2 separate regions of the Mus musculus genome follow, and region 2 is linked to region 1. The links are chromatin contacts, called in public HiCAR-type maps. All regions are on one chromosome and are shown on one strand. Each heading gives the region's core, a stretch centred on a gene start, on an enhancer-like site or on the middle of the called end of the contact. The rest is flanking DNA. Distances are from core to core; before and after follow the strand shown.

Region 1 (5,033 bases), core at 245-2,744:
GAAGCTTCCGGGGTCTTAGCTCCAGTGGAAGCTGCGCTGGACGACGTACAAAGGAGGATCTGCCGCCTGGTTTTGGAAGTACTGCAGGTTGAGCTCCAGGTGAGGTCGCCATCCCAGTCTAGATTGGTAGTGTGAGGGAGAAACACGGTCTATTTATGGTGGCCTCTACGGGATCCGGATCATTTCCCTAGCCCTGTCTGTGCTATGCTTTCCCTAGCCCCTGTTCTCCGCTCTGCCCTCGCGCCGGTGGCTATTGAGTTCTGAGTTGCTAGATGGTGTGTGTGAGCAGACGTCGCACTTCTGCCAGGACTTCTGGCGCGTACGGAAGCCTGGTGTTCAGGTAGGGCGAGGAGAGGAAAGCTGGGGAAGGGGTTGTGCTGGTGGGACCCTATATTCAAACTGATTACTGTCCTGCAGCTGCTGCTGGCAGAGGCGGAACGAACCGTGGTGTTACAATACCTAAGGGCTCTGATGCAGGGCCGCCTAGTGTGCCGCGGTACGGACGAGCGGAGCCAGGCGGCTGAGCGACTTCGGCAGGATGCTGCCCAGCTCAAAGAGCTTTTCCTTGGTTTGGTGAGAGCTCATTGGGAGGGCAGACAGTCGAGGATCTCTGTAGTTGGGTGGGAGCCGAGGGCCCGCTGGAAACCCTGTTCCCATGTGTTCAGGGCCTGGAAGAGAGCGCTCACTGCGCGCCCGTCCTGCTCGCGCTGAGGGAACTGCTCAACCTCCACGACCCCACACTGCTTGGCCTCGAGGTGGCAGGCTTGAGGCAGCAATTTCCCGACGTGAGGTGCGAGGAAGGGGACAGGGGAGGAACGGCCCAGGAGGACGAGGGAGGGCTGGGCTGACGCACGTGGTGGTATTCCTGCAGCGAGGATCACGTCTCTGCCCTCTTGGACCTGCGCGGAGACGTGTCCCGAGAGCATCGTCAGGCAGCACTCAGTTCGCTGCAGGCGGGTCCACCGCCCTCACCGTCCACTGGCCGCCGGGCGCTCTTCAGCCTGGTACCGACGCCTACGCCCTCCCTGTCCTCCTGCCTCCCTTCAGGTCCCTGCTCCTGACACCCATCTGTTTGCGTAATAAAGCCACGTCTACGACACGTCTGAATCTATGTGTTGGGGGCGCGCCGGTGAAAGCAACAGTGCAATTAGGGGTCCGTGCACAGTGGTACATCTATAATCCTGGCTGAATCCTAGTATTCTGGCAGCATCTCACCTATGCAGACATCTGCTCTCTTTGTGGACTGCGTGCCCCGAACCCTGGGCTCCCGTGGAGTACTCACTTCCTATGTATCTACTACCGGCAAGCAGTAAATGGTTTCATCGCCCTCGCCAGTCGCTTTAGAAGCGCGGAAGTTTGAAGAGGGGGAAGTCTAGGACCAGACGCGGTCCAGGGGCGCAGGGTGGCAGCGAATCCCGCCCCTCTTCGCACGTTTGGCTCCGCCCACAGCGAGCTTAAGCACGCCCCCTACGGCGGAGACGGACGTGGCCCTTGCGTCTTCGTGTGAGCGTGCGCGCGCCCGAGTGCGCGTGTCTTTGGCGCGGGCTTCCATGGTCTCGGCGGCCAGCGATCGGCTTTGAGGAGCAGGAACTGCGGGCAGCAAAAGAGGCGTGATCAGGTGGGGGCGCGGCACGCGGACCGAACCCCTACCCCACTCCAAAAACCGAGACTAAATATGACTAAGACTTCACCCTTCTTGATTTACCAGGGAATTCCCCCAAGTCCATTGTCTCCTAGCTCCGCCCTCCATTGGGCACGCCCTTCACCCTGTCTCACGCCCTTTATTTGTCTTCAGGGCACGCCCTCCCAGAGCTCTTGGTTCCTATTGGTTGTTTTCCCACGTTATCTCTTTCCAGGGGTTCTTATTGGTGTGGGCCACACCCTCTCATTTGTCACCAGACCCCGCCTTCAGCAGTCAGGGACTCCAGCCTCACCCTGAATTCATTCATTCTGCAACTAGTGAGTGCGTGGGACGAGAGGGTGAATCAGACCCTTCCTGACCTCGGGGAGTTCAGGGCACGGTGGGGAAATATGGATCTAGCCTCCAGCCATGACAGCCTAGGGCTGTCAAGAAGCCATCAAGACCCTGGGACCCTTTACACATCGGGAAGGCTTCCCAGAGAAAGTGAGGCCTAAACCGGGCCCTGAAAAAAATGGTTAAGAGGTTGCTCCAGGGACACATTGGCAAAAGAATTCTTGGCAGAAGAACCTGAGACGTGAAAGAAACAGGTGAATTCTGGTAATTACGTGGAGGTAGGTGGAATGAACGAAGGGAAAATGGAAGAACTGGCCCATATAGTGGTCAGTAGACATCCAGAAAAGTATACAGTTTGAGGGTGAATGAGATCTGAGACTAGAAGTCATTTTTTAAGCAGCCGATCACTAGGTAAGGTGGAGGAAGACTCCGAGAAGGAGGAGGATGCCGGGGTGGGGGTGGGGGGAGTCTAAACAGGGTATCTAAGTTTGCGAAAGGAATGATTATAGTATTTTTGCTTTAGAGGTCTATTTTTATTATTTCTGGGTATGGGTATATGCATGTGCCCGTGGAGGCCAGAAGAGGGCCTTGGGTCTCCTGCAGCTGGAGTTAGCCTGCGTGGACACTAGGAACTGGATTTGGGTTCTCAGGGAGAGCAGCAAGTCTCTCCAGCTCCATGATTTAGTTCTTACAAGGACTCAGGTTCATCCATGGATCACAGTGGATTACAGTGCTGGATCAGGGACTGTTCTGGGTTCTGGAAGCACAGTTGCACATTATAGAAAGGAAAACCCAGATAAAGCCTTCAGATCTGCCATGCAGACAGTGAGCTAGCTGCAGTAGACTTCAGAGACAGCAACAACTACAGAAAAAGCTTAGTTCCAGGAGAGAGAGGAGGTTTGCTCTTTTGTAGAGATTTGCTAGTGCTGACTTTCTTTTATTCTTCTTTCCCTTTTTTTTTTCCTCTCTGTTTAAAGCTTTTAAAGACAGGTATTGCTGCATAGCCCAGGTTGGCCTGGAATTCACAATTCTCTTGTTTCAGCCTCAAGTGCTGGGATTACAGACATGTGCCACTACATCTGACAAGCTTTTCTTCTGTTTTTAATTTTTTTTTTATTAAAACACTTCCATGTAGTTTGATCATGTTTTTATCCACACACCCAAACTCCTCCCAGACCAACTTTCTCTCTCTCTCTCTCTCTCTCTCTCTCTCTCGTGTGTGTGTGTGTGTGTGTGTGTGTGTGTGTGTGTGTGTGTGTGTGTATGTCTAGGGCATCTCTTCTAATATGATATTTATGAAGATTTTTAAGAAAGTGACAAGTGACCCATGCTATTCTGGGGTGTGTGTGTGCGCACATTTTTATACAATGGGTATGTTCCGTTTAAAGTACCTGTTAAATAGTAAAGATACCTTGAAGATTGGGTATGTTGGCTTAATCCTGACCCAAGACTAGAGAGGTTGAAGTAGGAAGATGGTGAGTTGAAGGCCACATGGGCTACATAGGGATGCTCTGTCTAAAGCAAAGTTAGATAGGTGTGAAGAGTGTTGATCCTGGTCTTAAGGGAGGAGTCCAAACTGATTTATTTAAAACCATGATAGTGAAGTTGGGTATGGAGGTCAGTGGTTGAGGGTTTGCTTAATGTGTACAAGGCCCTGGGTAAAACAAAACAAGAAGGACTGGAGAGATGGCTCAGTGGTTAAGAGCACTGACTGCTCTTCCAGAGGTCCCGAGTTCAATTCCCAGCAACCACATGGTGGCTCACAACGGTCTGTGATGGGCTCCAATGCTCTCTTCTGGTGTGTCTGAAGATAGCTACAATGTACTTATATACATAAAATAAATAGTTGTTTTAAAAAACAACAGCGGCAACAACAACAGAACAGAACAGAACAAGAAACCACAAAATTAGATGGAATCCAGGGGCCGCTAGGGGGTGTGAGTGTAAATGGAATAGAGAAGTTGCCATATACAAGCCTTGGGTTATTACAGTGTTAAGAGGTTGATATTACAAGGAAGACCAAGAAGAAACAGCCAGTGATGTGGGCAGACAAGCATGCCCTAATGTGTTCAGAAAGGAAGATGGGAGTAATGTCCCCGGGCTAGAAGGATCAGCTGCACCAGGTGCTACAGACCCACACCATACAGATCCATTGGTGACCTTGAGCAGCTCAGTTTGATGGACAGCAGGACGTCTGCATGTCCAATGGCAGTTTGGGAAACAGAACTCAGGAGCGCACGGGAAAGAAGAAAAGGGAGATGGTGTGTAAGTGACTCAGGGTATCGTGCCGCAACAGGAGAGCAGCTGCGGGGAGTTAGGCGCGGACTCTCAGAAAGGTTTTGTTTTGTTTTTTAAGATGTTTTTTAACAACAGCATGTATTTCTTCAGTTGCCAGAAAGACTGGTGATGTAGGATCAAGGAGAAAGGCTACAGTTGAGTTTCTGAGCAGGCAAGGGGAGTTCAGAGGCTGACGCCTTCAGTGTGTCTCTGGGGAGAGAGTGGATTGCACTGAGCCCTGACACGCAGTCAGGGGTGAGTTCTCTGACAGTGGCCTTGGATGCCCACTGGGAAAGATATCTCAGCTAGGTGACAGGCCAGGGGCTGGTTTGAATGCGCTGGGTTTCCTCTGCTTCCCAAAAGCAGATTCTAATTCCATCCTGATCAATGGGAAAGAGAAGAGTATTTCATGTGGGGACTGGCCTGAGCAAGTGCATTCATTCAAACTGATTACCAAAGGGCGGGAGGCTGTAATGAGCTAGGTGAAGCGGGGAGGTGGGACTGGGAAGATGCCATCGGTACAAAGCAGATTGTGGGCTTCTCTCACCTGTGGTCCATCTAGGGATCTGAGGCGGTCTGTATTCTGCCAACTTCCAGATTGGGTAAGTGCTAAACACTGAAATTAGAACCATGTTTAAGACCTTAGTTTTAGCTCTAGATCTGACCGTCAGAGAGAATTCTAATAAATAGGAAAATGTCTACAATTCGTTGCCTTGCTTTGCTCCACCTCAGACTATTGGATAAGCCTGGTAGAAGGAATGCATACTTCTGGAGGGTGGAG
Region 2 (5,297 bases), core at 1,197-3,696, 920 kb after region 1:
TATTGTCTGTTCTTTAAAAGAATTATTTTGACTGGGTGTGGAAACACATGCCTTTTTTTTTTTTTAAAGATTTTATTTATTGTTATATGTAAGTACCCTGTAGCTGTCTTTAGACTCACCAGAGGAGGGCATCAGATCTCATTATGGATGGTTGTGAGCCACCATGTCATTGCTGGGATTTGAACTCAGGACCTCCAGAAGAGCAGTCATTGCTCTTAACCGCTGAGCCATCTCTCCAGCCCCCAGCACAGGCTTTTTTTTTTTTTTTTTTTTTTTTTTAAAGATTTATTTATTGTTATATGTAGGTACACTGTAGCTGTCTTCAGACACACCAGAAGAGGGCATCGGAGCATCAGATATCATTGCAGATGGTTGTGAGCCACCATGTGGTTGCTGGGATTTTGAACTCAGGGCCTTTGGAAGAGCAGTCAGTGCTCTTACCCGCTGAGCCATCTCACCAGCCCAGCACAGGCTTTTAATGCTAGCATTTGTGAGGCAGAGGTAGGCAGACAGACAGACCTCTGAGTTCAAGGCCAACCTGATCTACATAGTGAGTTCCAGCCAAGGCTATCTAGAGTGAGACCCTGCCTCAAAAAGCAAAACACCCAACAAACAAAAACTTTTAAAAATGATGTGTACTTTGTGCATATATGTATATGTGAATGCAGGTGCCTGCCCATGGAGGTCGAGGCCCCAGTCCCTTGGATCTGGAGTTCTAGGGGTGGTTTTGAGCCACCTGCTATGGGTACTGGGGATTGAACTTGAGTGCTGCGTAAGAGCAGTCAGTGTTTTTAACCACTCAGTCATCTCTACAGCCCCCATTTTGTGAGTCTCGGTCTGTAGCACTCCCATCTTCTTTGGCACTGTGGGGGAGGGGCAGCATGTGTGGAGTTAGAAGACGACCTGGGCCGATTCTTGCTTCTGTGCTGTTGCTGAGTTTCTGGGGATTCTCCACCTCCCATCTTGTCTCAGGAACACTTTAATTACAGATCTCCTACTGCATATGGATTCTGTGGCTTCAAACTCAGGCCTCACACTGGCACAGCGATCACCGCACCCACTGAGCCATTACACCCCCACCCCCACCACTGAAGAAATGAGGCCGTCCATCTGTCTGTCCCACATGTCGTCATCGTCGTCCCCTCTGCATGATTTACCATTCATTCTTCATCTTCTCTGACCTGGTAAATGCTAGGGCTCAGAAAGCTGTGCCCACACACCGTGCCCCCTGCGGCCATGGGGACAGGCAGTGATGGCTGTCTCTGTCAGATGACTGATGCATACGTATTTTAAGTCCCCCAAGCATTTACATGGGGCCTCTAACAGCCATTGACGACCATGGCCCATCAGTGGTTTCACGTGGCCTTGAGAGTTTTGGTTTGTTTCACTTTGATTTGAGTCAGAGTTTCTTATGTAACTCTGGCTTTTCTGGAACTCACTCTGTAAACCAGGCTGGCCTTGAACTCACAGAGATCTGACTGTGTCTGCCTCCCAAGTGCTGGGACTACAGGCATGCACCACCACCACCTGGCTTTTTTTTTTTTTTAAACTATGTAGCCGTGGTTGTCCTGGAATTTTGCTATGTAGATCAGGCAAGCCATGGATGGAAAGAGATTGCCTGTCTCTACCTCCCAGGTGCTAGGATTAAAGGCTTCACCACCATGCCTAGCAAGAGGAGGTTTTGGTATTGTCTATTGATATGTTTGGTTGTTATACCAGGAACTAGATGCCCACTGACACCTGCTGCAGAGGGACCAGGGAGACCGATTCACACGGCATCACAGTCAGGATGCCGCTCAAAACTAAGAATGCCCAATCCACAATGTCAGTAGGGCTGTTTCAGAAATCTTGTTCTAGAGTGTAGTTCATGCTCTATCAGGAATTTGGAAGGATTCCCAGTGACCAAGGACTAGAACTCTGAGCCATAGAGCAAGGGCTATGGGACCAGGAAGCAGAGGCAGGCGGATTTCTGAGTTGGCCACCAGCCAGGGCTATATGGTGAGATCCTGTCTTCAAACAAACAAACAAACAAACAAAACCACACCATACTTTAGTGACCTAAAGACAAGAATATTTTCTAACACAATCATGGTATCATTTCCCAAATCTGGAAGCAGACACTGAGAAGTTAGAGACTCTGTCGACCTCATTCCTTCCTGTTTCCCCGATTGTCTCAAAGCTCCCTCTTATAAGGAAGTCTTGACTTGGATGTCGAATTTAAGCATCTGTCTCTTTAATCTCCTCGCTTCTGGAATAGTTTGTCAGCTCTTGTGTTTCATGCCGTTGACATTTTGGAAGGACACAGGCCAGTTATTTTGTAGAATGGCCCTCAATTTGGGTTTGTTGACGTTTTCTGCTGTTTGGATTCTGGTCACTTTGTGGTACTGTCAGGAAGCCCACAGAAATGATGACGCATTCCTTTTAGTGATCCCAGCCTACTGAGAGAGATGGGTGCCAGGAGTTTCTGTTGCCAAGCTACACTTTGCTGTGTCCTTAATGTTCTTAGGGAGGGCACTGTTAGACCGTGGAAGTCTTTAAGCTCTCATGCGTTACTTTGGAAGACACCAGATCATTCTTACTCAAATCAAGTACTTTTTATGATGGTTGCCAAAAGATGATTTTAATCTGCCCTTCTTCCACGTGAGTTGATTTTTGACTCTAAGGAAGGACGTGGGACTTGGCTCCTCTGCGCTAGTCTCTGACTTGCTGGGCTTGCAGATGTGTGCTGCCGTGTCTTTTCTTGTGTCCATAATAAACTCATGAGCTTTATTCATAAACCTGGATACTCTGGGGTCTACACCCCCGAGCTGGACTCTCAGCCCCCATTATGTGTGTTGAAACTCAGATTGCCTCAGATTTGGCCACGGTGAGCTCCGTGTGCACAGAGCGCATTCCCTTCCTTCTCTGCGCACAGCGCAGGGCGTCTGGACTCTCCTGCCGCGGTCCTGCACTGCTCCAGAAGCTCTGGTTCCTTTCAGTAGAAGAGATGGTACTTAGAAATGAAGGTTTGGATATGCCTCACACACGATGCCGAGCTCTCTCTCTCACCCTCCCTCCTTTCTTCCCTCCTTTTCTCTCTCTCTCCTTCCCTTCTCCCCTCCCCTTCCTTCTTTCTGCTTCAGATCAGTTTCACTAAGAAACCTTTGTTCTCTTCAGTAGAAAAGATATTTAAAGTAGCCAGTCTGGGTGCTTACACTTACTGTAAAGTGTTCTCCTGACTGAGTTTGATTTCAGCTCTGCTAGTAATGAGACAGAAAGATCTAGGGCAGGTTGCTAGACATCTTTGCCTCATTTTTATTTTATTAATAAGATGGAACTTAAAAACTGATCCCCAACAAGATGGGTAGTGGGCAGTTGCCATCCATCCTGATGACCTGACTGCTTTGGCTTGCCCACTGCCACCCCTGCCCCCTGCACTGCCACCCCCCATACAAATGAATAAAAATGTTTAAAAAAATTAGAACCTCTATAATCCTCACTGGGACTTGCTGGTCACCAGCTCAGCTGAATAAAACATGAGTGCCAGGTTAGTGAGATTCCCTGTCTCAAGGGAATAAGGCAATCGATAGAGTATACCTGCCACCCTCTGAGGCTCTGCGCATGTGTGCAAACACACACACCACACACAGACCACACCACACAAAAGTCATGATCTTGGAAGTATAACTCAATGACCGTGCAAGCCCAGCATGTGGGAGGCCCTGAGTTTAGACCCCAGTACTAAACAAATCAAAACAAAAAATCCAAGAACATCAAACTTGTCTTTGGAAGAAGCAAATGGTTGCACTCTCAACTGGGAGTTTTATGGACTGTGGATTAGACCTCAGCTAAAAACCACTCAGCTGATCCTGAATTGTGCACGGTTGATAAAGGTTAAAGAGGAGGATGTTTGAGAGGCCATCTCAGTACAGTGGATGGCCCTACAGAAGCTGGATTTTACTAAGTAAGGCTGCAGTGTCACCATTTATAAATACAGTAGTGACTAGGTAGGCAAGGGGACAAAGTTTTGAGTATAGAGGCACCATGTTCAGTCAGTGCTGCTAGCTTCCTAGGCTGGGTCCCTTCTTCCATGGATCAGGTGGAGATGCTGAGGCCCCAAGAACAGTGGGAGATAGTAAATTGAGCTTCCCTCAGCACACATACACCTCTTAGAACAGTTCACTCTACCTTCGTCCATCTTAAGTGGGATGCTGCCACAGCCTGTCGACTTTTGGTCAATGTCCTGTTTTCACTTGATTAAGGGCATGCCAAAGCCAGTGGGATGGCGTTGGTTACCTGAGATTAAAGAGGAAAGGAAGAGGGGAGGCTTTGCTTTGGAATCGTGTGGGGATGGATACGACCTTCTGGACTTTCAGCATCACCCACGAAGCTGGGACCACAAGGAGGAGGAGGTGGGAAGGACTCCCATGCTAGCAACATCTCTGAACACCCTAGGCAGGCTCTGGTTTGAAGGCATTTTGCTTCCTGTGTGCTCTGCAAGTGTGCTGTTTTGCTCCATTACTAATCTAAACGATCTGGAAATGGAACTTTTGGGGCAGAGTGGCATTTGCTATAAAACTCTGTGGGTATTTTCTTGGCAAGAAAGATGCTGACCGCTCTGTGGCTCTCTGAAATTGTGTGCAACTATATCATCAGACCACAGAAGATCTTCCAGGTTTCCTTTTAAAAACAAGAAAGAGAATATTTGCACAACACTCTGTGTTCCCTATGGAATTGGATATCCCAAAATAAGCTTGTTGTAGTTTGCTGGGACTGTGATTCCCTGTGGCTAGCCCTTACTGACAAGCAGCTCACAGGTTGCTCATGATGCAAATATAAATAGCTACATTTAAAATAATGCATTTTTAAAAGCTCCACTTCTATGGCTTTAGGAGACCAACACTAAAATTATTTATACAGTGGAACCTGCCTTGAAAAGCCTGTCAGAACACTGGTTGAGCGGGCTTTGGTGGCAAGCAGTAGCTTCCTAGGTCGCCAGCCACTGCACCCTTCTTTACGTCCCTGGCTGCCCTGAGCCCTCATCCCTGGTTACACTGAGCCCTTGGCAGTTTCCCTCTTTTGTCCTCATCCCTGTATTAACAGTGTGAAACTCATTTGCTTCTGACGTTTGTCTCTTTTGCGCTGTTAATTGCTGCTGATTAATTGCTTCTGAGTGTGTGTGTGTGTGTGTGTGTGTGTGTGTAGGGGAGTGAAGAGGCCCCAGGGGCTATCTCCATTCTTAAAGAGCAGGTGCTTAACTGTTCCTGCTGCCTTCCTGCTTCTTTTCTCTTTTCCTTTCCTTTTCTTCAACTTTTTCT

Evidence for each region. HiCAR-type assays count read pairs that join an accessible place to other places.
Region 2: a HiCAR-type map of astrocytes shows a contact between it and region 1, with 2.4 times the contacts expected there. The contact joins the enhancer-like site here to the promoter of 4931428F04Rik in region 1. A contact is called at or near these places in 6 of 39 promoter capture datasets (the 3T3-L1 cell line, 3T3-L1-derived adipocytes, embryonic stem cells and 3 more) and 5 of 115 datasets of contacts at active chromatin or transcription factors (astrocytes, bone marrow-derived macrophages, embryonic stem cells and 2 more).

The regions. Positions count from the first base shown.
Region 1 is chr8:105,285,989-105,291,021 of GRCm38.p6, reverse strand. 4931428F04Rik (RIKEN cDNA 4931428F04 gene) reads left to right here and starts at 1,494. Exons shown (of 8, transcript NM_028888.2): 1 at 1,494-1,618; 2 at 1,857-2,253. Exoc3l (exocyst complex component 3-like) reads left to right here. Exons shown (of 14, transcript NM_177788.5): 10 at 1-99; 11 at 218-340; 12 at 418-573; 13 at 666-790; 14 at 872-1,099. The coding sequence ends at 1,061.
Region 2 is chr8:104,367,395-104,372,691 of GRCm38.p6, reverse strand. The region is part of intron 1 of Cmtm4 (CKLF-like MARVEL transmembrane domain containing 4); the gene reads left to right. Among named protein-coding and RNA genes, the nearest start is that of Cmtm4, 26 kb to the left of the region's middle. Within about 2 kb of position 2,446, at least 68 of the 459 cell types and tissues checked have an H3K27ac peak or open chromatin away from gene starts, as enhancers often do. A contact at or near this core is called in astrocytes, bone marrow-derived macrophages and forebrain, where this site is marked.